Linked DNA regions of Mus musculus: region 1 is linked to region 2. Evidence: chromatin contacts called from public Micro-C data. All regions are on one chromosome and are shown on one strand. The core of a region is the stretch at or near the end of the contact, and the rest is flanking DNA. Distances in the headings are between cores, read along the strand shown.

Region 1 (2,751 bases), core at 227-2,726, 340 kb before region 2:
TAATGCCCTTTCTTGGCTGCCACAGGCACTGCATGTGTGCGCGCGCGCGCGCGCGCACACACACACACACACACACACACACACACACACACACACACACTTTAAAGCTGTATTGTGATAGCTGGGGATACTTTTTTAGTCATAAGTGCTTGAGATTCTAAAATCCCCAGTATCTGGATGTCCATCTCCCAACTTGGGAGGTTTTCTGCTATTATTTTACTCAGTAGTCTCTGGCTCATATCTCTTTTCATTCTTCTATGTCCATGACTCTTAAGTTGTTTTGTTTGTTTGGTTGGTTAGTTGGTCTTTTAAGACTGGGGTTTCAAGACAGGGTTTCTCTGTGTAGCCCTGGCTATTCTGGAACTCACTCTGTAGACCAGGCTGGCCTTGAACTCAGAGATATCTGCCTCTGTCTCTATGGCATGCACCACCATGTCCAGCTTTTAAACTGTTTGGTTGTTTTAAATTATATTCCAAAAATACTGCATGTACTATGCCTGCTTTTAAAAACTTACTGTTTGAATGTTTCAGTTCATTCCTCTATTACAATTTCACATCCTGGTAATCTGTTTTCACTTGATGCTTGATATTGGCGAGGCTTCCAACAAAGTTTATTCAATTTATTGTTTCATTTTTCTAAAATTCAATATTTTTGGAGACACTTGAATTCCTCTTTCACATCCTGAGTTGTCTTTGTTGCTGTTGTTACATCTAGCTGTTCATCTGTACTCTCTTCCAATACATTCTGGTCTTCAACCCTCTCCTTGATTCCACTGATCATCCGTATAATCATTCTTTTGAAGTCATTATCATCCGCTCAGTTACTGTGGACTTACACAGTGGATGGCCCTGCTGCTCTGCTTTCTCCTGTTTCCTGTGCTTCTACATAGGACTGAGTGGGACACTGGCCATGTGTTCTTTCAGCTGAAATACTCACCATGGTGCAGACACACTAGGTTTGACTTTCTGACAACTGGGCTGCAGTGCAGCTTGGTAGCCACTCGACCATGTGTTTAAGGTGCAGGGATGAGGGAACAAACTGCAACACACCCTACAGGCAACTGGCTTGAAGAGAAGTTGTTGGCTCTATTCTCTAAGATGCAGAGGATAGGGGGTCATCTTTGTATCTACGGTAATCTTCTACATCAATGTGGATTCTAATCTATTAGTTAGGCTTTAATAAAGCTACAATGTGTTAAATCAATACTGAAAAATTAAAGAGGCCCTTGTCATTTTCACAATGGTAAAAATTTATCTCATACATATTTGAAAGGTGCTAGTTTGGGGGTCTATGAAATGGCTCAGTGTAACTGCACTTACCACATGAACATGAAGACTTGATTTTGACCCCAAAAATCTCATGAAGAATGAGAACTGAGTTCTTAAAGTTGTCCTCCGACCTCTACAGGCATGTCCTGGCATGCCCTAATTGTCAGATTATAGGTGCTTCCACTAGGCTCCTCCCAGGGCTTACAACACCAACCACCACCACCAGGTGGCAGGCTTCCCATAAAGGGATTGCCAGGCACTCCAGCCCCCAATCTCTCTGTACCCAGTTTTTCTCTCTCCCCTCCCCTCTTTCTGTCCTCTGTGCCCCATCCTCTTCTCTACCCTTATGGCTCTGCTCTCATCTGTCTGCCTCTACCCCTTCTCTAGGTCCTCACTCCCCCTTCCTTCTCCCAATAGTGTAATTCCTCAGGGCATACCTTAGCATGGGCCCAACATATCTCCTTGCCACACTATATTTCATAACACTAATCATCACACATACACACACACACAAATAAACAAACTTTTGAAAAGTGCTAGGAAAGCAACAGGACTAGTTACCTCTTTCTCTGACCTCTTCAAGTGGTTGCATCTGTCTAGGAACTGATAGCCCGCCATGACCCACTCCTTCTGTATCAGACTCTGAAATCCAGTAATTGTCCTGAAGTATGGATCCATCATCACTTGAATGAGAGAAGCCACCAGACAACTCAAGTCTCTGCCTTCCTCCTCTGTCAATAAAATGGAAAGAAAATGAAGACCAAGAGAAATCCTGAATGTAAGTTAGGTAATTCAACATTCTATACTTTAAATTGCCTTCAAAATAGTCTATGTAAGAAAATTTAGTGGATTCCAGCAGCTCTCAAATATAATAAACTTATTTTTTACAAGTCATGTTCTATATTTATTGGAAATCTATATGAACCAAGAGAAGTATCAGAGCAAGTCATCAGTAAGTAAAAACTAAACACAATATTTATGCTAATTCACTCCACCACACTGAAGATGCCATTCCACCCTGATGCACTGACCGTGGGGCTCAGTAGCAAATGCACTCTCATATGTCACTATTGGCAGATAACAGCAGTTCACTGCACACATTTTTTCTTGTTTATTCTTCTCTCATGTAATATATCCCAACCAGTTTTCCCTCCGTTCTCCTGTCCTGGCCACCCCTCCTTCGTTCATCCACTCTTCCTTTCCTTTAGAAAAGAGCATGCCTCCCAGGGATATCCACCAAACATTTCATATCAAGTTGCAAGAAGATGAGGCATCTCTCCTCACACGAAGGCTGGACGAGGCCACCCAGTAGGAGGGAAAGGGTCCAACGGCAGGCAGAGCAGTGCTCACATCTTTTACTTCTCATAGTTTAGGGTAGAATGTATTTCTAGGATGCATTCTGCTCTTGTTTTGTCAAGGATAGTAAATAAAACACCGTCTTCTACTGGGCAGTGGGGGTGCATGTCTTTAATCCCAGCTCTC
Region 2 (2,895 bases), core at 246-2,745:
GGCAGGTAGCCATCTCCAGCTGTGGCCATATGACCTTGAACTTTCCAGCCTTGGAGACTGTGAACCTAAAATAATCAGTCTTCTTTCTTTACTTTGTCTCGTGTATCAGACAGTCCTTAGAAAATGGACTCATGGCTTGGCCAAGGTTGAGAGCCACACTGACAATTTGTTGCAGAGGCTGAAGATGAAAATCAGACAGTGGACCGCTGACTAAGGTGGACCATGAGCCAAGCCAGTATTTAACTCCAGCCACAAGGCTATGGGACAAAAGTAAACAAGAAGGTTCTAGAAGAAGGGCTAGAGCCACAGGATTGGACATGCACCTCCTACCCTGCCTGTGAGGAACTATTCCTTCTATCTAGATTTGGCATTTGCAGTGGTCAAGAGATAAAAGACAAACTACACTAAACTATGGGGAAAATCTCTAGACACCCTGACCAACCTCCTCCTGGCTCTCTTCATCTTTGCCAGCTGTGAGAAGTAGAGACCTATAGTCCACATCTCTGATTCCCCAGGCTAGTGTCTGGCACGGATCTACAAATACCAGCACGTTGACCTCCTGGGTTGCAAAGCTTGATTAGGAGGCCCAAATGTAATCCAGGTTGGCTGGGAACAAAGGAACATGGGGCACTCCCTGGGTGGCCTGGCCTTCCAGGGAGGCTCTAGGTGGCCCAAGTTTTCAATCCCAGCTCCAGCCTTCTTGGCTTTGGTTTCAAAGACCACCAGTGCAAAGTGAAATGGATACTATCACCGTGTATGGCCACGGTCTGAAACGTGAAATGGCATATGGTCCTGGCGGGGATCAGGGAGTGGTAGGCATAGCCTCAAAGCCTGCGTCAGCGACGCCTTTCCCGAACCCAGTGGGTGTGTGTTGCAGGAACAGTGGGCTTTCCAATGCAGGAAGCAGCAGGGCAGTGGGTTTTCTCCACTCTGTGGCAGGTTGATCCATTTGGCAGAGGCCTGGCAGGCCCAGATGGTAAGAGGCCTGGAAGTCAGGGCTAAATTTGGACTTGGACAGAAAGGTAAATTTTCAGGAGGCCTCTGAAGAAGGCTGCTATTGGTGATTTAAAAAAAATAAATAAATAGCGCGCGCGCGCACACACACACACACACACACACACACACACGCACGCATGCGCGGGTGGGATTGCGGGGGGGGGGGGGGGGGGCAGATAGAGAATGAATTAGGGAAAGGGTAGCCTTGGCTCCAGAGCTGCCCTGGGAGGCAGGTGGATGTCACTGGGCTCCAGGCTTGGGCAGGCTAATCCCTTACATCATGTTCTCCAAGGCTCCTCCCTTCTTGGCCCTGACTGCCAACTCACAAGGGTGGTTTCCACAGAAGCCCCCCCACCCCACCCCTGAGCATCCAATATGGCCTGCCCCTGCAGGTACAGGAGCCTGGTGCCACCCGCACATGGGCCAGGTGGAGCTGCACCTTGGCCAGGAACCTGCGCAGGAGGAGCAGCTGGCCACCCTGCTCGGGGTGAGGAGAGGAAGCTATTTTGGGTTGAAACCCAGGCTGTGTGAATGCTGTCTACAAAGGAGCTTCTACCCACAGCCTGGGGAACACCATCTGCCCTGAAGAGCGGGCTGCACATGCCAACACGCGGACTTCAAACTCAAGCCCCTTGCAGCTCCATGGAGCCCTGTCTGGGCCCAACCACTCCAGCTTTTTCCTCAAGCCTGGCCTGGCCCTTGCTGTCATGAGGCCTGAGCAGCTGTAAAAGAGACACAGCCATTCCCTTTGTAGTCGGCTTCACCTCCCAAAACTGAAAGGGAGGGTGGGCAGTTTAATCTTATCTTGCCTTACAGAAATGGTAAGTGGGGTACTCAAGAGCAGCTGCTATGGGGTACAGGAGATAGACTACTCCCAGGACTGCCTCATGTAGCAGGGATACCAGGCCTGGTTCCCCATGGTCTTCTCTAATAGACACAATGGAGACCCTGCCATCTCTACACCGAGTCAGTTCAGACTGGCCCAGTCCTGAAGGCTTCTCGATGCTCCCCATGGCCCTGTGCTTGGATAACCAACGAAATGGGAATGATTAGGGTCCCTTGTTGGAAGCCTAGGCTCATCACTCACACACTCACCTTGGTGGTACATCTGCCCTAAATGCGCCTCTCCTTCAACCTGGATCCTCTGCCTGAGAACCGGCATGGGATGAGAGGGTTTGGGAAAAGGGTGCTTCTAGTCTCTTTGATGTCCATCCAGGGTATTAATTTTTGGAACTGGGTAGTACCCTAGCTGACTTCCCACGAGCCCACCTCTTTGGATGGTGGCCCCAGCTGTTATCCAGCTGGCCACTCACTGAGATAATTGTAGCCACCTTGCTTCTGACAATAAAGTGGCACCACCTGTCAACTACTCTATGGCCACCCTGTCACCCACAGCAGCTTTACTGTCATCCCTGGCCCTCAAAAGGCAGTCACACTGAGTTTCTCAACAATGCTTCCTCTTTGACACATTAGTAAATGCAGCAACCTGGGTTTGGACCTCACCTCTCCTCGCTTTTCTCCTCATGGTCCTGGCATTCCTCAGCGTGTAGTTTGGGCTGTCCCTTCCCAGCTACTCCAAGAGTCATCCTATAACACGGGAGCAATGTTGCCCCAGGTCCCTGCCTGAATAGGAAGTTCTGCCTCAGGGAAGGGCTGCCTATGGGGATGGTTCTAACCCATCCGCACTTCCATTCTTCCTGGGTCTGGGCACAGGCTATTGTTCTAGGTGGTGCCTGGACCTGTGAAATCTGCAGCCCGAAACTCCTCCCTCCCCTGTGACACCTGCTGCAAACCATGGAGGAAGCTGCGGATGGTAGGCACACAAAGTGAAGTCGGCCAGTTACAGAGGACATACCCAGATAGCTCTCTCTGCTCATCCAAAGTGTCCAGAGCCCTCAG

What was found. Hi-C and Micro-C count contacts between places; a contact is called where the count stands out from the background.
Region 1: a Micro-C map of the G1E-ER4 cell line shows a contact between it and region 2. The contact joins two enhancer-like sites. A contact is called at or near these places in 1 of 15 datasets of contacts at CTCF or cohesin (large pre-B cells), 2 of 484 Hi-C or Micro-C datasets (the G1E-ER4 cell line and large pre-B cells) and 2 of 115 datasets of contacts at active chromatin or transcription factors (T-cell acute lymphoblastic leukemia and embryonic stem cells).

The regions. Positions count from the first base shown.
Region 1 is chr7:64,325,901-64,328,651 of GRCm38.p6, reverse strand. Mtmr10 (myotubularin related protein 10) reads right to left here. Exons shown (of 16, transcript NM_172742.2): 13 at 1,831-2,000. Among named protein-coding and RNA genes, the nearest start is that of Mtmr10, 40 kb to the right of the region's middle. Within about 2 kb of position 1,476, at least 66 of the 459 cell types and tissues checked have an H3K27ac peak or open chromatin away from gene starts, as enhancers often do. A contact at or near this core is called in the G1E-ER4 cell line and T-cell acute lymphoblastic leukemia, where this site is marked.
Region 2 is chr7:63,990,356-63,993,250 of GRCm38.p6, reverse strand. All of the region lies in intron 1 of Gm32633 (predicted gene, 32633), which reads right to left. Among named protein-coding and RNA genes, the nearest start is that of Gm32633, 5.0 kb to the right of the region's middle. Within about 2 kb of position 1,495, at least 62 of the 459 cell types and tissues checked have an H3K27ac peak or open chromatin away from gene starts, as enhancers often do. A contact at or near this core is called in the G1E-ER4 cell line and T-cell acute lymphoblastic leukemia, where this site is marked.